Regions from separate parts of the Capsicum annuum genome. Here region 2 is linked to region 1. The links are chromatin contacts, called in public Hi-C maps. All regions are on one chromosome and are shown on one strand. The core of a region is the stretch at or near the end of the contact, and the rest is flanking DNA. Distances in the headings are between cores, read along the strand shown.

What was found. Hi-C and Micro-C count contacts between places; a contact is called where the count stands out from the background.
Region 2: a contact with region 1 is called in a Hi-C map of bud, with 4 times the contacts expected there. The contact joins the enhancer-like site here to the promoter of LOC107868064 in region 1. A contact is called at or near these places in 2 of 5 Hi-C or Micro-C datasets (bud and leaf).

Annotation. Positions count from the first base shown.
Region 1 is chr4:59,997,864-60,002,608 of UCD10Xv1.1, reverse strand. LOC107868064 reads right to left here and starts at 1,474. Exons shown (of 4, transcript XR_007054944.1): 1 at 857-1,474.
Region 2 is chr4:60,779,510-60,784,748 of UCD10Xv1.1, reverse strand. It overlaps LOC107868067, which reads right to left. Exons shown (of 3, transcript XM_016714634.2): 3 at 3,370-3,734. The coding sequence ends at 3,657. LOC107868068 (transmembrane emp24 domain-containing protein p24delta3) reads left to right here. Exons shown (of 4, transcript XM_016714635.2): 4 at 749-1,150. The coding sequence ends at 893. Among protein-coding and RNA genes, the nearest start is that of LOC107868068, 10 kb to the left of the region's middle. Within about 2 kb of position 3,013, at least 4 of the 5 cell types and tissues checked have an H3K27ac peak or open chromatin away from gene starts, as enhancers often do. A contact at or near this core is called in bud and leaf, where this site is marked.

The DNA of each region.
Region 1 (4,745 bases), core at 225-2,724:
AGACTCCAAACGTCGGGATTAAACTCTTAATCCTTAATCTCCTAGAAATAAATCTATTACAAGGAAAATACAAGCAGTAACTCTACTGCTTCAACCTCCAGCTAACTCTAACTGGATACACCAAGCTAACTCTAGCTTAAGAATCACCCAACTCTAGACGATTATAAAGAAAACTAGTTTACACCACAACACCTACAAACAATCATAAGCAACAGTAAGCAAACATTTAAGAGCACATTACAAAGACTCAAATACAACAAGGAAATAAAATGTGACTTGATGAACTATCAGTTCCCTGTTGTAAAATGGAGTCTTTGATTTCAACTTCAGAGAGATATTTAATTGTAAAAATATGGAAGCAATGGTTTTCTTGTTGAAAAAAATGAGCAATATATGGTATGACACAAAAAAACCTAGTAGAGATCCCATTGGGTGAGACAAAAAGGCGACAGTAGTTTTTTCACCAACTTTTGTACTTTGCGTCAGCTGTGACAGTTGATTGTGATAGTGACAAGTAAGCCCAACCTGTTCCCTAAGTGGTACAGCTTTGTCATCACATAATCTCTAGAAAATAGGTCCCAACATATAATTTGTCAAACATCAAAACTAAGGACTTAACAAAGACCCCATAATGGGATTAGACTGGGTATGTCGTTCTTGTTGTTGTTTTTGATTTATCTAGCACGTTAACACAGCAAAAGTCGGAGGGTTAAAACCCTAACGACAGACTAAACCCAACCACTATACATTTATTTCAGCAGATACTAAACCACAAAATCATTTTCAACACAGCAAATTTGTGCAATTACCAGAGTGCGCAAATGTTATAATTCAAACAAAAGAGAAAAGACATTACCAGAAAAAGATGTGGCAGTTTGGACTTCTCCATAGATGGATTTAAGCTTGGAGGGTGGAATAAGGGGGTTGGGTAAAGCAGCTTCGGCAAAAAGCTGTTTTTTCCAATCCCACATGGTTGTCTTCATTGCTTTATTAGAATTGAGCAATGATTCCTTTTCTGCCTCGAGAACTTCCATGTTCCTTTGTTGCTGCACTGATCTGGCACATAGCAGCCCAAATGCACCCAATAACACCACGTTCAACACTTTGTTGCTGTTTAGCGCTTTGCTCACTGCGTCTCCCACTTTGTTTGCCAACTCCATCCCTACTTGCTCAACCAACTCCTAACTGATATCAAGTGCCTCTCTTTTTCTTTTTTTTACTAATTTTTCTAATTTCATTATTTTCCGTAATGTCTATTTCTTTATTACTTAAATTTATTGTTGTAAGTAAAAATAGGTTAAATAACCTATTTCTCATAAAAAAAGACTATTAAATAAGATGGTCCTTTTTTTTTTTTTTTTACAAAAGAGGAGTTTATTCATTACTGCTATGCATCATACAATAGAAGTGGCCTTAGGGTCATTAGGAGTCAATATTGGCCTATTACTAGTTATACAGTCATATTGAAATCTCGGCACAACAGACCCAAAAAAAGAAGTTTCACTGTTATATGCATTTAGCAACTTTCTAATAAACACCGACGAAATTATCCACACCACCAAAAGGTTATTTAACGTCAGCTTTTGACCCTCTTGGCTAGCTTATCTACTACTTTGTTGAAATATCTTGGCTCATGCTGTATCTGAGGGTTCCCCAGGCTGAAGAGAAGATCCCTACAAGAAGACGCCAAGCTACTATTAAAGTCTAAATGATGATCAAGCATATTAATTTCCTCTAGTGAGTTAGCGCTTATCTCCTGTAAAACTTGCATATCCTATGCAATATGCAGGATAAAAGAGACTAAGAAAGGTTCTAACGGTGGGCGTTGTGGAGGAGAAAGGAATTCACATTAAATATATGAAAAAGGTACAAATATATCCCTGAACTATAATAAATGGTACATACATATATCCTTATTATATTTTGGATACAACTATACCCTTGTCGTTAATAATTTGGGTCGTATATACCCTTGACCCTAACGACGGGACACGTGTCAAGATCTTATTCGTTGACCGTAATACAACTCGCGTTCTTCTCCTCAATTTTAATCTCTTTCACAATTGAGTTTTCAGGCAGCTTGGGGCATCTGTGGGAGAAAATTCATAACGTATCGTGGGGGTTTCTAAATCATGAACGGCTTATAGTGTTGGAAAATAGACTCGTGAGGATACGATCCATGCAAAAACTGATACAAGTACGACCACGAAGATGGACGCATGTGAGAATGTAATGAACCTGGGCTTGGAGTGTGCGAGTGAAGGACTTAAAACACACCAAACTGACCCTAATCTCACACTTGGAATGTAAAGAGAAGCCTTGGAACACAAGAAGGCAGCCCCTAAATACACTTGAAGGGAGCCTAGCTCTTAAAAGGGCATTTTGTATTTTATTTGTAACCTAGTATAAATAAAACATTGTAGGGCTTTTAAACTTAGATTATTCATAATGTTGTAAGTCTTGAAACACAAAGAAACACAAGTCCTCTTTCCTTTGAGGCACCAAAACCAAAATTAGGCATAGAGAGTGTGGGATCACTCTTGTTGATCTCATGGCTTGGAAACGTGATGCTTAGGAGGTGGATTACGACCTTATGTCTTTGTAAGAAATAGGTGAACGTTGTGTGTAATGTTACGGGTCTAAGAGTGGAATATGCTCTTGGGTTCTTAAGATTATACCTTCATTAAGTCTATCTAACTATCCCTTTACTTTTATTGTAATCTTATAGTAGTTTGTGTTCTTGTAACCGTTTTTATCTCTTGTTAGTAAAATCGTGTGTTGTTCCTATCTTGTTATTGTTGTCTATCTCCCCATATTGTTGCTGTTTTAGTATATTTTTACCTTCAATATCTTGTTGTTATTGTGTTTTTATTATTGTTGTAGTGAATCAGAGAGTGGTCACCAAAGGGGTCCTCGGTTCTTCAAACTTGTGGAATGATTTGGTGTTTGTTTCGTGTTTCCCTTGTGAAGAACCGAGGACAAACACGAGGGAAACATGAAACAAACACCAAATCAGTCCACAAGTTTGAAGAACAGAGGACCCCTTTGGTGACCACTCTCGGATTCACTACAACAACAATAAAAACACAATAACAACAAGATATTGAAGGTGTAAATACACTAAAACAGCAAAAATACAACAACACAAACTACTAAAAGATTACAATAAAAGTAAAGGGATAGTTAGATAGACTTAATAAAGATATAATCCTAAGAACCCAAGAGCATATTCCACTCTTGTACCCTTAATACTACACACAACGTTCACCTATCTCTTACTAAGACACAAGTCGGAATCTACCTCCCAAGCATCACGTTTCTAAGCCATGAGATCAACAAGAGTGATTCCACACTCTCTATACCTAATTTTGGTTTTGGTTCCTTAAGGAGAGAAGACTTATGTTTCTTTGTGTTTCAAGACTTACAACATCATGAATAATCTAAGTCTAAAAGCCCTACAATGTTTTATTTATACTAGGTTACAAATAAAATACAAAATGTCCAAAATGCCATTTTATGAGCTAGGCTCCCTTCAAGTGTATTTAGGGGCTGCCTTCTTATGTTCCAAGGCTCCTATTTACACTTCAGGTGTGAGATTAGGGTCGGTTTGGTGTGTTTTAAGTTCTTCACTCGCTCACTCCAAGCCCTGGGTTCATTATATTCTCACATACGTCCATCTTCGTGGTCGTACTTGTATAAAAAAATACTCATCTTCTTTCCAGATCTATCCAGGTATCCTTCTGAAATCAGACTATCAGTTTTGTTTCGTCATTTTTTGTTTGTTTTGTGCAGCCTCACGAAAATTCTCATATCTTGACTTGGGAACATCATAATCAGAAGTCGTTTTTGGTGATTTGGAAACTAGACTCATAGAGCTACATATCTCATGGGAATTACAATCAGATTGAACCCAAATCATCCCAGATATTTACCCAAAACCGATCTTCTAATCTTAGTTCGCTAGTTTTATTAGCTTTGCACAGTGTCACGATAAAATTCTATATCTCGACATAAGAGTATCAAAATTTAGGCATAGTTTCTTGCATTGAAAACTACACTCATAGAGCTATGTCTCATGTAGGAATCAAAATCAGGTTGCACCTAAATCAACCCAGATATTGCCCCAAAATTGATCTTCTAATCTTGGTTTGCTACTTGTATCAGCATTGTGCAACGTCACGATAAATTCTTTATCTCGACTTAAGAGTATCAGAATCAGGTGCCCTTTTTTTGGGAAGTAAATCGTAGATCTACAACATACATAAAAACCACACTCAACGCCTTTACGAATTTATACAGATACATCATCAAAGTCAGCTTAGTTCAAAATCTGATGGCCTATTTTGTAACGTTAAATGGCTATGATAGAAAATTTATAGCTTGACATAAGAGCTTTTGAATCATGAGCCATCTTTTTTATTTCGTAGAAGTTTTTGAGATCTACCACATATGTAAAAATGATGGTGAACACTTATATGGATTTATATAGATATATTGTCAAAATGTGCTTTGCCTTGCTAGTCTCTTCACCTTTACACGTCCGTGGTAAACTTAGTGAAGGAACGTCTATCTTCATGTGATATCTAGTCAATTCAAAGTGTTGTTGCCATGCTCAAATAATGATATGCACTTTTTTTTTTTAACTTATATGACTTAGAGTAAAAATACTCTAAGTTGCCTACGTACCTCGGGGGGATCAAGTTATAACGTAGTTCAGGATGATGAGTTAATTTATAGTTTTAAAT
Region 2 (5,239 bases), core at 1,764-4,263, 780 kb before region 1:
GTTTCCATTTCTGTGCAAATCCTATAATTTTTGGGTAGCATACATTTCCTCTTGCTTTATGATCCTTTCGCGAGTCTATGTTCCAATGTTGGTTTCTAAAGCCTCAACTCTTGTTTCATTTCATATTTATGAGTAATATTTCCTAGTAGGAGTCTGCATATTTATAGTGATAAGATTGGTTTCTAAAGCCTCAACTCTTGTTTCATTTCATATTTATGAGTAATATTTCCTAGTAGGAGTCTGCATATTTATAGTGATAAGAACCAGGTTTTTCATGCATTTATTCAAAAGACATTAGAGTAAGAACCAGGTTTTTCATGCATTATTCAAAAGACATTAGAGGAAATCTATAGTGGAGAGAGGATTTTAAGATAGTGGATAACTTATCATTATATACTCAAATAACAATTCTCTGATGCTGTCCTTAAATTAGAGAGCGCAACAAGTAATGGCAAACATTGTAAAAAGTGGCAAGGGTAATAAACTTTGGTTTTTGACTTTTGCAGTGAACATAGTTGCGGCTGTACTTATTGAATCCTATGAAGACTATTAACAAAAATCACCAGTTTTGCGACAAAATAAGAAATGGAAAAGCTAATTGATCAAAACAATTCGTTGTTTTTTCACTTTTCCAAAAAGAAATGATGAAAACATTCTTGCAGAAACTTGATGTGACCGATTGATGCTTTATTCTTCTGTTTTCTACTACTTCAAATTAACATGATTTTTTCTTGTGTCTCGCGTGCAGGGAAGCAGAAATGAGGGAAGTTAGTGAGAAAACCAATGCTAGAGTGGCATGGTTAAGTGTAATGTCCCTGGGTATATGCTTAGTAGCTGCAGTGCTGCAAATATTCTATCTGAAGTACTTCTTTCGCAAGAAAAAGCTCATTTAGATTTGACAAATTCTTCCCTCTCACCATACTTCAGTAGCTTACAGATTAGATCAACCACAAAGTTTTTCCTTCCGTCATACCATCTTGATCATTTCTTCTTTCACTTGTAGTCATTTTATTGTTTCTGCAATGGACTAGACTCTGTAATCTACAGTGAACGAAAAGGTTGGATATCTATCTTCTGTAAGAGAAACTAGGTCTAGTAGTGCCCTATGTTTACGGGACAAGTGCAATCTAAATGTACCATCATTCTTCTACTTTTAGGTGAGCAAATAAATATTAGTATTAATTGAGACAGCTATAAGGGAGTCTCAAAGGTTCTAGTCCCAATTAACAAGGAACTAACCATATCTATTAAGGTCTCATTTGTTTCTTATTAAGATTAAACTTGTTGAATTTGAATGCACGTTGGATATTAAGATGTATCTAAATCTAAACACTGAAAAATTAAGATTGTTTGCTTTCTTGAGATATGAATGTACAGTGAGCAAATTATAAAATATAAAGTTTTTAAAATTATAGTAATTAAATATTACATCAACGAATTAATATATCCAAATTCAAAACTATAAATAATATGTATATTCAAGCAAAAATTTGATTCAAAAACTGCATCAAAGGAGTGTATCGATAGAGGCCTCCCTTCCTCTGACTCGTCCCTTTCTTCCTCATCTCCCCCGCTTATATGATTGTGATCTCAGACCCACCAGAATTTCAAAAACGAAAAAGAATAAAAAATATCTCATCAGCATTTGTCATGATAAGAGCATAAATGGTAAAAATAAAAGAGCTAAAATCATTAAAGGTAAAAGAATCACAATTTGCCCTGATTTTCATCCATGGTATTCTTTATCAGACCCAAAGTATCTATTGATGGAATTCTCATCTTTAATGGCTTAGAAGTATAAAGGTCGTGGAAGAAATCAACCTCACTAGTGTAAGGGTTGCGGAAGAAATCAGATTTTAAAAGTTGTGTATACAATAAGTGACAATGAAGCGGCAATTCGTGTCTGCTTTAATGGTTTTAATACTGATTTTATTATAATTAATTATTATAAATTATTTATCTATTAAAAATTAATGATATTTAATTTAAAAAGTAAAAAAGTGATTTTATTATATTACCCTAACTATTATAAATTATTTACGTATTAAAAAATTAATAATATTTAATTAAAAAGGTAAAATAGACATTTATAACATGACTATTTCAGCTACTTTAATCGCGATTTTACTTATCGTAAGTTATCTAACTATTAAAAAATTAATAATATTTAATTAAAAAAATCGACATAAAAAAATAAATTAACTTGACATCTTATATGAGTCCACTTAAATTTTTTTCACAAGCATTTTTTATAATAATTTTACTATGTCACTTCTAATTAGTAGAATATAAAAAAATATTATAAATCACAATAATTAAAAACTTAAATTATTTTTAAAATGTAATTGACTATCAATGCCACAAAAGTTTAAACAAGAGAATAACATATATCATTTGAAAATTACATAAAAAGTATTATAAATTACAGTAGTTAACAATTTAAAATATCTAAAAATATATTAAAAATAAGATTGATTATCTAAATTTTATTTATATCATATAATTTGAGACAAAAATAATACATATTGAACTCGTGCTAGCACTGACCCGTCGATATTTAGTAGGAAAGAAAGCGCCAGTCTATTTAAAGTGTTCACTAAAGAAATTAATAATTTTAAAAAGGGTGTCTTGAAATCTGGATGCTTTTAAGACTTCCGTCATATAGCTCTGGAGAATCAGGTTAAGACCCAACAAGCGATGGCATCCCAAATACGGAAAAAAGAAAAAAGAAATGCAAAATAGATTGAGTTCATTAAGTGCGAACAAATATAGCTAAAGGCATGTAATTGTTTTAAGTTGCACAGAAAAAAATCTATTGAACACGAGGACTTCAGCATATTGTGTAGGCTCAGTTGCACCATGAAACATCTTCCCCGTCCTATATCCCCAGAATGCATGCAGGAACTCTAAACCAAATCTTGCAAAAGTCTTGTGTCTTCCGACCAGCAATCTGAGGTAATCACGAGGGAAATTTACCCAAGCTTGGATCTAAGGATATCTGCCAAAGATTGTACATTTCACAAAATCATTTACAGTGTCCAACAGACTTCTACTCGTGTGTATGTTCAAACACCACCAAAGGGTAAGACTTTTAGTAAATGGCTCCAAAGTTATTGGAATTATTCGTAAACACCATCCTTTTATGACTCATGCTCCGGATTTTTTTAGTAAGATTTGGATAGCTGCCAAATCAGCTCAACTATTGCCCTGCACTTGTCGGACAAAATATGAATCCGAACCAGTACAATGGGTCTTCTGCCAAACTGAATTTAAAAGAAAAATCTTTGCCCATCACCTTCCTTTCAAATCAAAATTTCAAGCAGATGCACGACTATTAGTGATAAGATCAATCCAGCCTCGTGCCAAGAATGGAGCTAAAACGACAAGCTTTCTATTTAGTACCATACAAATTCATTACCGCTAAAATGTATAAATATCTAGTTTTACTCATTGGTATTTTCATAGTTCGTAGTATCTTATGGCGTGTTACACAGTAAAACTATATTATGTCCACCATAGTCTCAAAGGGTGGTGTTACGATTGCAAGATGCACAGCTTTCCATGAAAAAGGGAGAGGAAGAAGAAGACAGTTCTCCATATTATCACTCTAACGACATCAGCAAAGACTCGCTTCAAATTTGCTGTAGAGAGAAAGTTCATTTAGTCAATGCGGCTGCAATCTTCTTGTGGATGGCCTCAACACCAATACGAGGAGATAATCTAGGAAGTACCTCCTGCACAATAGATTCAATGATGAAGATTAATACCTCAACATTTTGTAACTTGCCATAAACATTGTTATATAAATGGAAAAAATAACTGCACGAAATTAATCGAGAACTTAAAAGTTCGTACAAGGGTTGTCACAATTGTGATTATTTAAGATTTATCATAGTAGTTTTTTCTTTTTCCTATTCTCTAGCCTTACTAGACACAACTAGTCTTGACGGCTAAAACGGTCAGCACTAAAGCTCCCGCTATGCACAGGGTCCAAGTAAAGACCCGACCAGGCAACCACAAGGGTCTATTGTACGGCATACGCAGCCTTAACTTGCATTTTTGCAAGAGGTTGTTTCCAAGGCTTGAATCCGTAAACTCCTGGTCACATGGTAGCAACTTTACTAACTACTCCAAGTCTTGACCGCCGGAACGAAATAATTAAAAGACAAATCACCAATTTGATGAAATTCTAAAGTACCTCATAACACATTCTTAACAATGGGAAGGATATATATTGCAAACAATGCATTATTGGTTGAACAAATATCTCAGGTTTAACAACTTCCAAATAAATTACAATAATTCTAACATAAGAAACAAATCCCTAGTGTAAACCTTAATTCTTCAGTAACTTCCTCAATACAACTTGTAATAAGAAACATTCATCAACCCTAACTATGGTAAATTAAAAATTCCAGAATATTCTCTTACATCCATTTTAAGTTTTATTAAGGACGTAGTGAAATGTTAAAGTTGTTAATGACAAGTTAATTGTTAACTATGGCACTGGCATATAATTAAGCTTCCAAAAATATGCAACTGAGTGAGATTTTTGGTTGGGAAAAGAGAGCACTCACCTTGCACAGTATTGTAAACATAACCACACTAAATATCTCATAGCACTGAAAAGGCTAAATATCTCATAGCACTGAAAAGTATAACTTTTTTCTTCATTCTTTAAGGTAGAATGCACCAGATGTTTTAGACCACTACATATCTGTTTAGAACCCGTTTGGATGAACCATAAGTTGGAAATACTAACTTATGGCTTTTGGTTTATTTTTATTATTTTGGCTAAAACCAAGGGCTTATAAGCACTTCTTTATTTTACCCAAACACTATAGAAGTGCACAATAGCTATTTTGGCTTAAAAGCACTTAAAATAAGCCAATCCAAACAGCTTCCTAGTCAACAGAGAAGAACACCATGATTAAATGAGACGGTAGAGAACCAGCATTCTGTATATGGACTAAAGTAAGACATTTCCAGCAAGAAGATACAAGGTTCTCTTAATACTCACTGGTCAATGTATACGACAAAAGATGCACCAAATATGCCTCAATTCCAAACTAATTGAGGTTTGCTATATGAAGCCTCCATATCCATCGATCCTGCTCAATTCTTGTCTTAATCATTTTAACACTAAACTTTTCCATTAAGGGAAATTATGATTTTTGTAACAACTAGAAATTCTCTTAAATTCACCCTTATAGCTACACTGTCTTACAAGTATCTATAA